2 separate regions of the Macaca fascicularis genome follow, and region 2 is linked to region 1. Evidence: chromatin contacts called from public Hi-C data. All regions are on one chromosome and are shown on one strand. The core of a region is the stretch at or near the end of the contact, and the rest is flanking DNA. Distances in the headings are between cores, read along the strand shown.

What was found. Hi-C and Micro-C count contacts between places; a contact is called where the count stands out from the background.
Region 2: a contact with region 1 is called in a Hi-C map of liver, with 4 times the contacts expected there. The contact joins the promoter of IRF2BP2 here to the enhancer-like site in region 1. A contact is called at or near these places in 2 of 2 Hi-C or Micro-C datasets (liver and skeletal muscle).

What each region holds. Positions count from the first base shown.
Region 1 is chr1:14,150,998-14,158,327 of T2T-MFA8v1.1, forward strand. No RefSeq gene overlaps it. Among named protein-coding and RNA genes, the nearest start is that of TOMM20, 160 kb to the left of the region's middle. Within about 2 kb of position 3,339, at least 5 of the 6 cell types and tissues checked have an H3K27ac peak or open chromatin away from gene starts, as enhancers often do. A contact at or near this core is called in liver, where this site is marked.
Region 2 is chr1:14,520,676-14,528,005 of T2T-MFA8v1.1, forward strand. IRF2BP2 (interferon regulatory factor 2 binding protein 2) reads left to right here and starts at 4,520. Exons shown (of 2, transcript XM_005539751.5): 1 at 4,520-6,242; 2 at 6,840-7,330. The coding sequence starts at 5,195. LOC141407064 reads right to left here and starts at 5,727. Exons shown (of 9, transcript XM_073994398.1): 1 at 1-5,727. The coding sequence starts at 5,196. The coding sequence ends at 4,210.

The sequences.
Region 1 (7,330 bases), core at 2,089-4,588:
GCATGTGAACCCTAGTCTTTATGAATGCCCTTTGTTTATTTCCTACATTTGCTGTGGGCTGAGGGTCAGAATCAAGCTTTTCAGTAGGTGGGTTTTGAACATGGGCCTTTGGCGGACTGTGTGCCGCTGAAAAGCACTGTCCTGAGCTGAGGGTGTACACACACACACACACACACACGGCCATTGCCCTTTTGCATAATCACTTGGATTTACTCTGTGTCGCCCTGCAGTAGGAGCTCTGCTTGTGTGGACCTGTCTTTCCATGCAGGCCAGCACAGCGCTGTGAAGGAGGCATGGATTACCTTAATGGGAACCATCTCTTTGCCACTATCTATGTGACTTTGGGCAAATGACTTAACTGCTCTAAGCTCAGGTTCCTTATTTGTAAAATAGGAATAATGATACCTACCTTGCTGGCTAATGTGAGTAGAGGTAATGTATTTAACACACATGGCTCATAAAAATTGCTCAGTAAATTGCAGTGATCTTCTTCAGCACCAAGCCACTGTAAACACTGTTGCTGCCAACAATAAAAAGCGGCCTACCAGAAGCCAGAAGTGCTATAAACATTGTATTAGCCCATCAAGGAGGTATTATTATCCAAGGCTTGGACTCCAGCTGGCCAGGACTAGAGAGCATGCACTGGCTGTTACCCGTGCCACCTTTCAGGGACACTGGAGGTCATGATTGTGTGTGTGTGTGTTTAGGGGGGGCTGGCAACTTATTGTGTCAGGTGCCCACGAGGGCATCTGCTTCATCTTTGCTCCCATCACGGGAGCACAGACTGGTCTGTGTGCTGTTAGCCAAACAGCTTCTCAACGCCCTTGTTAAACCACTTGGCAGTGGCTAAGGGCTCTGTCTTTTGTTCCAGTTGATCACACATGCGCTGAGTTGCAGAGTCCAGTGTGTTCTGGAGCTTATTCATATTCCATATTTTTAATGGCATGTCCATGGGTGGGTAATAGGAATCCAATCTGTTGGGACGTATGGGCATGGGGGTCCAGGGTGAGTGAGGAGTGGGCAAGAAGTTCAAGCTGACAGCCAACTCCGCTCTGTCCTGGTGTTCAGAGGGTAACCAGCTGGGTTCAAGCAGAAGCTTCTCCTCCAAAGTCCCTCCCACCTCACCCCACTCCGCCTCTCAGGGAAGCATCTTACATGAGAGGGGGATATTTCAAATCATGCCCCGGGAGGAGTGTTTATATTAAATGCACATCTGTGATGTCACGGCTGTAACAGCATGTTTGCAAGAAAGAATAATTCAGTAGAGTAATGGTGTAGACCATGAAGGAGAGACAATTCCCCTGAAGTGACCAAAAAATAACTAAGGTGCGTTTCCAGGAGAGGAAACGTGAGGTGGAAGAAAATGATCCCTGCGATGATGTTGAAAAGAGAGCCCGCTCAGCCTTAATGAACTAGAGCTGCGAAGCACCAGCGCTTCAGTTGGGTCAAACCAAAGTTTCCTGCACTCTTAAAGATGAGAGAAGGTCCGTGGAGGCCACCAAGGACAGGCCCGTTGGCATCACTCTGGCAATCTGAGTCCCCTTAATGTCCTGGAAAACTGGAGTGTGCTTCCTCAAGAGCCCAGCGGTTGCCCAGTAAGGCTGGGGCCGGAAGCACAAAGGAACCACCCTTGAAGCCTAGGGATGCCAGTTCTTCCCTCCCCTCCCGCAGTTTCTGCGGGAAGGAAGGAGCAATGGGGAGGAGGCGGTTAGGCCAACTTTTGCTGCCTGGGATCAGAGCCATTCCACCCTTGGCCCCCTCAGGGTCTCTGCACAGTAAGTCAGCAGGAGAGCAATTGTCTCCTCTCAAGAGTGACCAAGGCAGGCAGAAACTACAGTGGAGGTCAGACTTAGGCAGGCAGGGCCACTAAAAGGCCCACTTTGCCAACTTGGAGTTACACATGGGTTGCTTTTGGTCGGAGACATCTGCCTCAAGTCTTCCTAAACCCTTCGGGTCCAGGATTTTCTTCTCTGGTGCCCCAAAGAGTTGGCATACCCTTAACCTAGTTCCTACTTCCTGGGGTTGCTATGAGAACCAGCTGAGATGACGTGTGTCAGACACTCACCGTGTCTAGCATGTGGCAAGTGTTCAAGCTTGTTACCGAGTGTCATTATCATCAGTCATCATGGCAGACTCCTGGTTTGGGTTTACACTTTAGAAGCCTGTTCTCTTCCAAACTGATCCAGCACCAACCCCATCCACCCCCGAGACAGTTTCAGCTCTTTTGTGCTTTGTTTTCTAAACCAATTCATTCCTGTAGTTCATTCACTTGCTCATTTGTTCATCTGCCCAATCCTTATTACATTGGTGTGAAAGTAATCACGGTTTTCACCATTACTTTTAGTGGCAAAAACCGCAATTACTTTTGCACAACTTAATAAATATGTGTGCTGTGCTCTTATCTGCTTGTGATGCTGCTATGTGCCCATCCCTCCCCCAATACACACACACACACACACACACACACACACACACACACACACACACACACACACACACACACACTCTTTTTCAGGTTCCAGGTCTAATTTCTGAGTAGATTCATGTGACCTTGCTCCATTTTCTCATGCATATATTTTTTCCATGGCAGATCTGCTTTTCACATGAACCTGGTGTCTGCAGCATTTAGAGCATTTAGAGGCTTTGGTTGACAAAGTGCTCTAAAATTTACACTTTAGAAATCTGTTCTCTTCCAAACGGATCCAGCAGCTCTACCCCCATCCACCCCTGAGAAAGTTTCAGCTCTTTTGTGCTTTGTTTTCTAAACCTATTTATTCCTGTAGTTCATTCACTTGCTCATTTGTTCATCTGCCCAATTCTTATTACATTGGTGTGAAAGTAATCGCGGTTTTCACCATTACTTTTAGTGGCAAAAACCGCAATTACTTTTGCACAACCTAATAAATATCTACTGTGTGCTGTGCTCTTACGTTATCTGCTTGTGACGCTGCTATGCACCCATCCCTCCCCCAATACACACACACACACACACACACACACACACACACACACACACACACACAGAGGTTCTTTTTCAGGTTCCAGGTCTCATTTCTGAGTAGATTCATGTGACCTTGCTCCATTTTCTCATGCATGTATTTTTTCCATGGCAGATCTGCTTTTCACATGAACCTGGTGTCTGCAGCATTTAGAGGCTTTGGTTTACAAAGTGCTCCCTGTTCCAAGGTCCTCTGATGCCCTTGCTGTCTAGATCAGGGAAGGGGTGAGGGGGAGCCAGTACACCCCACACGGAGAAAACCAGGCCTATGTGTACCCTGGGCCCCGCTCCTTTCTCCGCCTGCCTGAAACCACACTGGCAGTCAGCACGTCAGAACCTGCGAGGTCAGGACAGATTCTCGCTTTTGAAGAGCTGCCTGGGCAAAGAATGTCAGAGTCACATTACTCTACAGACCAAATGGCAATTCACAGCCACAAAGGGAGTGGCCCACTCCACCAATCCTCACCCTGTGGCTGTCGGGCCAGACCCCTAGGGTGTTCACGGCTGCCCCTGTTGAAACAGTGGGGCTGACAAAAGCAATTTGAAGGGAAACAAAAATACTGCAGGATCAAGTTACAAATGTTTGCCTAGACTTGGAATCCTTATTCTAGAAAGTTCTATGCTAACCCATGGGGGCAGCTGTTGCTACCTTTGATGAGTAGAGAAAAACAACTGTAGCGGAAGCGGGGTGAGGGGGAGCAGAGCCAGGAGAAATCCTGGCTCAGCAGCCCGGGATGGGTCCCACCAATACAGTAGCCAGGGAGGAGGGCGCATGCTCTCCAGGATCCGATTTCAGGCCAGCTGGAGCTAGGCTGTGTTCTTCCCCACAGGAAGAATGTTCCCTCAGACGGAGCTGCTAACCGGGCAGGATGGAGAGAGGACTGTACCGCCAGTGGTGGTGACTGCACTTCCCAGCAGCCTTTCCCCCTTCCTTCCCTGGGTAGCATGTATTTTTGTGTTGCCAATTTACCCACCTCCCACAATACCCTTCATTTTTTAAAATGTGGGAATTTTTCTGAGCCTGTGAGCTATGTTGCAAAACTATGAGCACTTTTCCACAGCTACCCTATGTCATCTGTCTCTTTGACATAAAGAGGGAAGGAGGAGGGTGGAGAGGGAAAAGGAGGGAGAGAGGGAAAGAAGCAGAAACACGAGAGAAACATTTTGCTGACGTCAAAGAAGACCACACTCTACAGGATAGCATTACTTGTACCTCAACCACCCACTCCCTCTAATTTACTAGAAACCAAACGGACTGTTTAGAAGCCCTCAGCCTGGCAGTCTGGGTTGGGTTTTTCTGGGGGGTGGGTTGGGGTGGGGGTTGTTTTGTTTTTTTGCTATTTTCCTTTGACCAAAACGGCCATTAATTGTTGGGAGTTTGAAAGCTACCTGATTCCATGAAACAGAGGGGATTTCCATGAGTAATAATTCAGACCGTGCTTGTGTAGGGCGCTGTGGCTCGAGAAAATTGATCCAGCTGCTTGCAAAGCTCATGGAAAAGGGCCCCGGGGAGAGGACGGCGGCGTCTGCAGCTGGGGCCGCTGCGGCCGCTGCTGGCGTTGTCACGTGGTCTCGCCGGCGTCCGCCCCGCTGGTCCGGGCTCGCCCCCGCGCCCTGCGCGCCCCCTGCGTCCCACTCCCAGCTCCAGGCGCCCTCGGTTCCCGCGCTGCCCGAACCTCTGGTTCTTCGAGAGGTTGTCGCCTTGCATGCCTGGCTGATTTCGCAGGCTGAAGGCGATTCTTTACACAAGTAGCAACCTCTTTTTGGGAAGTACAGGATTCTGCGTCTGGTTGGGGGCGGCCCTAAGCTGCCTCTCGAATGTTACATTTTGGTTCGCTGGCGTGTTTGTGCTTCCAGAAGCATCCCGCGGTTCCGTTGTCCGGACACACCAGGACCTATTTGCTAATAAACTCAAATCTGGCAACAGTCACCTGTAACCTGAGGCTACAGAAATACCGATTCCACTACCCAGATGGTAGAGTTCAATGTGTTTGCTGGCTAAGGCCGCACAAGTTAATTTTTATCCTAGTAAAAAATAATAAACACTGCATTAGCAACTAAATGTTTATCAGTTTGCAGTTCATTTCCAGCCAGATCATTTCGCTCCTGCATGTTTTTACTGCTAGCTGATGCACTGGAGTGCTTTTCCCCAAACCATATGTGGCTATTTAAGTCTTAGCCTCTGTAGCATTTATATGGTGCTTTTCACTTTAATTGGATAATATTATTTGGCTACTTCAGCCATGGCCTTCAAACATTGCATTTTAATGATAAAGAAACTGCAGTAAAGAAAGATTAAATGAGTTGCTGGGGAATCTTCCTGCACTTCAGGGGTGAGGCTAAGCAAGGAGCCACAAGTTTATATGCAGCACAGACCTGTATGGGCTGGACCACGTGGCTGAGCAGGGCCGAGTTTGTTGTGTTTCTTTTCCTCATCTTATGGGAAGATAATATTAGAGGAAGTGGCAGAGAAGAACTATCTAATGGAGTTAGCAACCCTGAATGGAAAAAAGAAGCGTGGATGTACATAAGCAATGGTAGCATGTTGAGAGTGTGATGGAAACTCAAGTACCTTCAGCTGCCCTACAGCTAAGCCCTTCTGCAAATGCTTTGGCTATTTTTGTTATCTTAGCGGCATTAGAGCCACCATTGGGTAGTGTCATCCACGGTTTATTACTAGACTTTCATAGCCAGAAACAGTGATTTGGCTAAGACAAAATGAAGCGATGGCTGTCCTGGGATCCTGCAGATGATAAACCCTCCCCGTCTCCCGGTATGAGTAGAAACCTTGATATTGCCGCTTGGTTTAGGGCAGATCTAAAGCTGCTACTTTGGGGAAGACGAGAGTAAAAGAGTCTTCAGGGCAGAAGGCAGAATAAGTCGGATCTACGTTCCAACTTTATTAGCTCTGTGGCAAAATAACTCTTTCTTGAAGTCTAAGTTTTTCTCCCTTGAAAAAGTGAGGGGATAGTAGGATGTCCCTCACAGGGCAGGTATGCACATCAGGGACATATATACTCAGGGCCTGGCATGGTGCCTGGCACCTGGTAGACACTGAAGAAGCACTGTTGCCAGGAAGAGTAGGCTTGGTGGATGCGGGCAGGTGATGGGTTGAAGATACCATGTATGCAAGCCCAAATATGAGGCAATGCCCCATTTCCCAATGGGTAGGTTACACACATTTTGTGTCCTTTTTTTTTTTGCCATCATATATATATATATATATATATATATATTTTTTTTTTTTTTTTTCTTTCAGACGGCGTCTCGCTCTGTCACCTAGGCTGGAGTGCAGTGGTGAGATCTCGGCTCACTGCAACCTCCACCTTTCTGGTTCAAGCAATTCTCCCTGCCTCAGCCTCCTGAGTAACTGGGATTACATCATGCCTGGCTAATTTTTCTATTTTTTAGTTGAGACAGAGTTTCGCTGTGTTGGCCAGGCTGGTCTTGAACTCCTGACCTCAGGTGATCTCCCCGCCTTGGCCTCCCAAAGAGCTGGGATTACAGGTGTGAGCCACCACGCCCGGCTTGAATTTTTTTTTTTCTTTGAGATGGAGTCTCACTCTGTTGCCCAGGCTGGAGTGCAGTGGTGTGATCTTGGCTCAGTGCAATCTCTGCCTCGCAGGTTCAAGCAATTCTCCTGCCTCAGCCTCCCGAGTAACTGGAATTACAGGCGTGTGGCACCATGCCTGGCTAATTTTTGTATTTTTAGTAGAGACAAAGTTTCACATGTTGGCCAGGCTGGTCTTGAACTCTTGACCTCGTGATCTGCCCACCTCAGCCTCCCTAAGTGCTGGGATTACAGACGTGAGCCACCATGCCCGGTGGCTTGAATATATACTTTTAATGATGCAAGTGAAATAGTTACATTTCTAGTTAAGAATTTAATTTATTGACTTAGTTACTTGTTTGTTTATTTATTTATTTATTTGTCTGAGACAGAATCTTGCTCTGTCACTGAAGCTGGAGTGCAGTGGTGCGATCTTGGCTCGTTGCAACCTCCATTTCCGGGTTCAAGTGATTCTCCTGCCTCAGCGCTGGGACTACAGGCACGTGCCACCATGCCTGACTAATTTTTGTATTTTTAGTAGAGACAGGTCACCATATTGGCCAGGCTGGTCTGGAACTCCTGACCTCAAGTGATTTGCCTTGCGTGGGTATCCCAAAGTGCTGGGATTACAGGAGTGAGCCACCACGGCTGGCCAGTTATATTTAGAATCACATGCATAAATATTCTTATTTAGGAATCTTGCCTTTTTCCTTTTTGTTACTCATTATTCAGACTCTTTGTTATCAGCTGTCTTTGTCATCACTTGTGCTCCCCATCTTTTT
Region 2 (7,330 bases), core at 3,270-5,769, 370 kb after region 1:
GTGCTATGGAATGTGTATGTAGGAAACATACATTTTTTAATAGGAAAGCTAAGAAGAGAAAATTTACCATTTTTATATTTTCAAACATTATCTGTGAAGTTAATTCATTATTTTGTCAGCACCTTCCTACTGATATCTTTCAAAGGGTTACAGTGAGTGTCTTAAATATTCTAAGTTAAACCCACATCCAGATATTATTCCAGAAAAGTGCATTTCATCCTGCTTTTTCCAAAAAGTCAATAGGAGGTTTACTGGCATCAAATGGCTGTTGAATCCCTTCCAGTTCTACAAATTTCCTTGCAGACTGAGCAAGTGTGTGACCTCAATCTCTCCTTTGTCTGTTTTGTCTGTTTCTCACTTAGCTCTTTAAATTCTGACACAGTAAGTATTTAACCTTCATCAAGACCCCAAATTTTGCTCTAAATAGGGACCTATACATATGTTGACATATAGGCTGGTGACTAACAGCTTCTGTGTACAATATGTGGATGATTAAGAGCTGCTGTGATTTTATTTGGCTTGATTCTTAGACCCTCCACAGAGAGTTTATCTCCTCCACATGCAAAAGTGGCTTTACTACCTGTATGCTCTCTGTGCACAGGGGAGGTGGGCTACAGAGAGAGGTCAAACAGAGGGAAAGCATCTCTACAAAAGAGTATTTGCAATTTGAAAAACAGTAAGACTGCCTCATAAAATGCTGTTGCTGAGAAGGAAGACTCTCATATCAATTACAGAAGGTTCATTTATGTCATGGTGCTCCATAGTATGTGTAGATATATTCATATAAACAAATGTGTTCAAATATATATAATTTTTAAAAAGAATTGGAAAAGCCCTGAATATCACGTGTGCTCTTCAAGCCTTATGACACTTTTGCCAAAGCTGAAAAAACCTGCAATGATGTCCACAGAAATCCTGATGAAATGTGACTGCATTTTTTCTCTTCTTCAAATATGCCAAGGTCAGAGTTTAAGAAGCTTTAGCATGGTTGCAACATCATGCTATTTAAGGAAACTGCACTCTAAAGAATGAAGGCTATGATTCCACCTCTGGATAGAGGGTGAAAGCCACGGACTCAGCAGTTCCTAGGAATACCATCTATCTCCTGGACAGCACCCACAAGCTGCTGGGGGCATGGGGCTGCACCCTTCCTGCAGCTGCGTATCCTGGGGACAAAGTTCAATAAGGTATTCTTGTAGGAACCGTTTCTTTACACTGCTCTATAGACTGTCAGCTCAGGGCTTCCATGTGTTAGGAGCTGCTTGACTGGAGTAAGCTCTGGAAACCAGATTCAGATTTTAGATGTTTAACGCTCACGCAGTAGAAGCCCATTTCAATCTCGGTGTGGGAAGGTCATATTTGTTCTACCCATTGAGCTATCGCTTACAACTGCTCTCTTAGGTTTGCTTTCCAAGCTACTTCCTTATTCCTGCTTTTCTGATGGTGTCATACTGAATGGCTTTCCTTTTACTCCTAAACTGTATTTTTATTAAAAAAAAAAAAAAAAAAAAAAAAACCACTCAGAAATTAGAGCTGGAGGTTGGTTTGTCTAGTCTCAGCAGGAGTGTTCTCCATAGAATATTTCCTTTAGTCCTTAAGACAAATTGCAACATTTCAGTGTTCTGGTGAAAAGCCAGCCTCATCCCGCTGCTTCGCCGACACTTGGCCCAGCATCTGCCTGCCTGTACGGTATATGAATGTGCAGGAGCACACTGCAGCCAACCCGGTAACCTTGACTCTGGGTGGCAAAGATGAGCATAATTCTCTTCTGAGAGGACCTGGTGCCTTAAGCAAGAGGGCAGAGTCTACGTGACTAAAACATACCAACTTCCTCTTTCATAAGTCATCACATGATGAACTACAATTACAATTCCTGCCTTGTCTCTGCGAATTGCAGACGCATTGCCTCACCCTAGAAACCCTGCTCCTGTGTGTGGAGGAGGCGGCTGTAACTGCTGCAGCAGCCGCTTTGGACGGGATCCAACTCCAGTCTGTGCCGGGAGGGAACGGTGGGTGGAAGACAAAAACAAAGCTATGTTTACTTAGCATACATCGATAAAGCTGCTTCAGAGCTACATGAAAGGCCAGGCAGCATGAAAGACTTCTGATACAATATAAGGAATTGCTGCCCTGGATCCAGCCTTAACCCCCTTGATTCCAGATCGAGCCCAGAACTAAAATAGCCTTTCCATTTTCCATCGGGCATTTCATTAGGGAAGTTACAACAACTCAGTTTCGACATGAAACTGGCAGTGTAAAGTAAGAAGGAAATGTTCTTCCTTTGGAGAAGAAAAGCTCTGTTCTACAAAGATCTTAGTATCTCTCAAGGCAGAATTTGTATCTCTAATTCTATTTGGGGATGGAGTGGCAGGCTCTCCCTTGAGGCCATTACAGTACCAGCTTGCAGAGAAATGAGTATAATTAGGCCACAGCTCTAATGGTGGGTTGTGTTTTCTTTTAATATGTTTCAGTCAGTGCTTAGTGGGGCCGTCTCTTGGGGGCGTTCAGTTGGTTCATTTCTCTGCAGCACAAGGACTGGACTTCATCCCCTTTGGGCAGTGACGCAGTGGGTGAAGCCATGTGCTGGAATGACTGTCACAGGGTCTCTGAGGAGGATGACCAAAGGGACAGGTCTTCAAAGTGGTGTGCAACAGCAGGGCCTGGGAGTGACCAAACCCGCTGGCACCAGCTACTCCCGGGAAGGATCTGGGCAGGCCCCGTTCTCCCAGCTTGGAGAGGGTGAGGCAGGATTGCAATTGCAGGGCAAGATCCAGGAACAGATGGAGAGACCTTTAAAGCAAGCGCACCTTCTATGGAAATCCCCAAAAGGCATTCAAGGTTAGCCTGTAAAAACATTTAGGTCTGACATTACGTTTTCTGTGCCATTTTCGAACAGGTTTTTTCATGTGTTTTAAGCAGCTCCCTCCACTGTTTCTCTAAGGGTGTTTTTCCTCTTCCTTGTGGTTAATCCTTTGAAGCAACCTGGTATTTTCAATAGCAACGACTAGAGAGAAACGTCAGCAGGATTTTTTTTTTCTCTCCACCTACCAATCCAGTTGTAGGAAAGATAATATAATTAGTACCCTGTTCTTCCCACACTTAACCAGCTCATTCCAGTCTCAAGGGAGAGTTGTGGGCCTGTGTTCCCAACAAAAGCAGCCCCAGAGGCCGCCCTTAAAGAGCTGAAGTGTAAAAGTCCCAATTGAAGAGCGACTAAGCCTACGTGTATTAGGGAGACTAACGACCAGCCCAAAGTGATTTACCATAACACACACCAGCTCCTCCTCCCGATAAAAGTGCGAAACTCAAGCATTCAATTCAGTCTGGGCTGAGTCTGAGGCTGCCAACGGTGGCAGAGCTGAAGGCCGCGCGGCTGGGCTGGGCTTACCCCAGCCTGGGTGGCATATAGGGCGCAAGTCTGCCCCCATCGGCGGCCCGCCCTGCGCGACGGCGAGCCAGCCAGCCGGTCGCCCCCACGGCCAGCGGGGACCCCGCGGAGGCGAGCAGGACTTCCCCCCACGACTCGCGCCCGCGCCTCCCGCCACCTCGAGTCCAAGTTCGGGCCCGGGGCGGCGCCTGGACGCCCAGACTCGCCGAAGGGGGTGGGGCCTGCGCTGTGACGCGGTCGCGCTGGCCGTACACCCCGGATCCCTGGAATGTGCATTCGTTCCACGAGGCCCTAGTGCCAGCGGCGCCGAGGCACGTCTGCGCGGAGCGTGCGCACACGCGGCGGCGGCCGCCCACGGTCCCGAGTCCACGTCACGCGCCCGCCGCGCAGACCTACATAAGGCGGCCGGGGCAACTGGCGCGGCGAGGCCCTAGCTGAACAGGGCGGGCTGGACGGGGCTAAGAGCAGCACTTGGTGTTCGCGAGCTGCTAATCCGAACCGCGCTCCCTCCCCTCCAGAGGGCTCCGTGGAAAACGCGCGAGCCAGCTGGCGGCGTGTGCACGTGGTGCTGGGCTTGGGAACATCCAGATTCTCCCTAGTTAGTAAAAGGGGCAGGCGGCGGGTATGTCCTTCCCAAGACAAATGCAAATGCAAAGCACCAGTGACGGATTTCATGCTCTTGTGTCCGACATTGAGCTTTCAAGTATAACTCCTAAAAAACCAGAACTGTGAACCACGCTAGACCTAAAATCCCCATTCTCAGGAGACTGACGGAAACCAAGTGACAAAGTGGCCTTGCATAAAAGAAAAAGAAATGGCTTTTAGCACGATTTGGTCCAGAGGCACACCAGGGGAAAACATCCTGAGGGTGGTCGAGACAGCCGGGTGGGGCGTGAAGTGAGGGAAAGTGGAGGAAAAGCACACGACCACTTTGCGCCGTGTTCCGAGGGGACACCAGCGCTGCGCTGCCGCGCTGCCCCGCGAGCGGGCGGGCGCCACAGAGCCGGCTCTCCCGACAGCGCTCCTTCGGCGCGCAGGGGGGAGGGGAGCGCGCGCGCGGGAGGGCGGGCACGCGCCCGAGGGGAGGGGGCCCGCGCAGGCGCTGTGCGAGACTGTCGAAGAATCAAGTCTGTAGAAGTGGAGCGGCCGCGGCGGCAGCAGCAGCAGCGACGGTGGCGGCGGCAGAGCTGAGGCGGGCTGGCCGCTGACGCTGGCGCTGGAGAGCGGCGACGCCAGGAGCTGTGAGAGAGCGGCGGAGCGACCCGGGGCCTGCGCCGCACCCGAGCTCCACGCCGCCCAGCCGCCGCCGCCCCGGCGCGGCATGCCCCGCCGCTCGGGCTGAGCCTGCCCCGGCGGCCGCCCCCCGCCCCCTGCCCCCCCGGCCTCCCCGCCCCCCGCCCCGCACACTGTGCCGGCCGCCGCCGCGACCTGCTGCGCTCCCCCGCGCCCGCGCGGCCCGTCTTCGCCCCGGTCTGGAGGCCCGCCGCGGCTCCAGCCGAGCCCCCGCCGCCGCGCCCGCCGCACCGCCGCACCGCGCCGCCCGCCCGCGCCCGCGCCGGCCGGGGGGAACTGCTGCCGCGGCTGCAGCCCCTCGCCTCGCGCCCGCCGCCCCTCGTGCACCGGGGGCGCTGCGCGGGCGCCGAGCCTTCGCGGGCTTTGCCGCCGCCGCCGCCGCCTTTGCGGCCGCCGCCGCCGCTGGTGGGGGAGACGCGGGGTTGGGGGGGGAGGAGGGCGCGCGTGGTGCCGGTGGGGGGCGGCGGCGGCGCCCCCTCCTCCTCCTCCTCCGGCGCCGCGGGCTCCTCGGACATGGCCGCGGCGGTGGCGGTGGCGGCCGCGTCCCGGCGGCAGTCGTGCTACCTGTGTGATCTGCCCCGCATGCCCTGGGCCATGATCTGGGACTTCACCGAACCTGTGTGCCGCGGCTGCGTCAACTACGAGGGCGCCGACCGCGTCGAGTTCGTCATCGAGACAGCGCGGCAGCTCAAGCGGGCGCACGGCTGCTTCCCGGAGGGTCGCTCCCCGCCCGGCGCCGCGGCCCCGGCCGCCGCCAAGCCGCCGCCGCTCTCGGCCAAGGACATCCTCTTGCAGCAGCAGCAGCAGCTCGGCCACGGCGGCCCCGAGGCGGCCCCGCGCGCGCCGCAGGCCCTGGAGCGCTACCCCCTGGCGGCCGCGGCCGAGCGGCCCCCGCGCCTCGGCTCTGACTTCGGCGGCAGTCGTCCGGCCGCGAGCCTGGCCCAGCCGCCGACGCCGCAGCCGCCGCCCGTGAACGGCATCTTGGTGCCCAACGGCTTCTCCAAGCTAGAGGAGCCTCCCGAGTTGAATCGCCAGAGCCCGAACCCGCGGCGCGGCCACGCGGTGCCGCCCACCCTGGTGCCGCTCATGAACGGCTCGGCCACGCCGCTGCCCACCGCGCTCGGCCTCGGCGGCCGCGCTGCCGCCTCCTTAGCCGCGGTGTCCGGAACCGCGGCCGCCAGCCTGGGCTCCGCGCAGCCCACCGACCTGGGCGCCCACAAGCGGCCGGCATCCGTGTCGAGCAGCGCGGCCGTGGAGCACGAGCAGCGCGAGGCGGCAGCCAAGGAGAAGCAACCGCCGCCGCCTGCGCACCGGGGCCCGGCGGACAGCCTGTCCACCGCGGCCGGGGCCGCCGAGCTGAGCGCGGAAGGTGCGGGCAAGAGCCGCGGGTCTGGAGAGCAGGACTGGGTCAACAGGCCCAAGACCGTGCGCGACACGCTGCTGGCGCTGCACCAGCACGGCCACTCGGGGCCCTTCGAGAGCAAGTTTAAGAAGGAGCCGGCCCTGACTGCAGGCAGGTTGTTGGGTTTCGAGGCCAACGGGGCCAACGGGTCTAAAGCAGGTAGGGGCGGCTGTGAAGTGAGGGGTTCTAGGGGAGAAAAGGGGACGGAGAGCAGAGGAGGGGTGGTTCTTTCGATTCACCATTTTACCCCAGCTCAGAAACAACAAACACCCCACTTCCTGATCTGCCTGAGGCGGAACCAGTGCTTAGTGGCAACGTGTTCATGTGCTGAAGCAGCATAACAGAGATGAGTCAGACTGGGCTGATACGCTCTGACACGGGGTTTTCCTTTCCCAGCACATTCTTGGATGGGAGCATGAGGGCACTAGTCACCTTTTAACCTATTGGGGGACATTAGCAGTCACATGCCCAGTGCAAACTAGGGTACTTTTGTGCATGTGTAAAAACAGGCAGTTACAAGCCTGCCATTTTCAGTGGCTCCGTTTTATTTTCAGTCTACTGCCTCAGAACCCCACACGCCTAAATGTTTCAAGTTGCGTGTATGTGCACCTGAAACTCGTAGGAGGGTTTTCCGTCTGTGCTTTTAGAGAGGAGGAATTCTGTAACGAGTTTTGTTTCGGGTTAGGAAGGGAAGGATCCCTTTCAGTGCACCGCCATTTATGTTTCCTTTTTCCTTTTATTTCTTTGTGTTTCCAGTTGCAAGAACAGCAAGGAAAAGGAAGCCCTCTCCAGAACCAGAAGGTGAAGTCGGGCCCCCTAAGATCAATGGAGAGGCCCAGCCGTGGCTGTCCACATCCACAGAAGGGCTCAAGATCCCCATGACTCCTACATCCTCTTTTGTGTCTCCGCCACCACCCACTGCCTCACCTCATTCCAACCGGACCACACCGCCTGAAGCGGCCCAGAATGGCCAGTCCCCCATGGCAGCCCTGATCTTAGTAGCAGACAATGCAGGGGGCAGTCATGCCTCAAAAGATGCCAACCAGGTTCACTCCACTACCAGGAGGAATAGCAACAGTCCGCCCTCTCCGTCCTCTATGAACCAAAGAAGGCTGGGCCCCAGAGAGGTGGGGGGCCAGGGAGCAGGCAACACAGGAGGACTGGAGCCAGTGCACCCTGCCAGCCTCCCGGACTCCTCTCTGGCAGCCAGTGCCCCGCTGTGCTGCACCCTCTGCCACGAGCGGCTG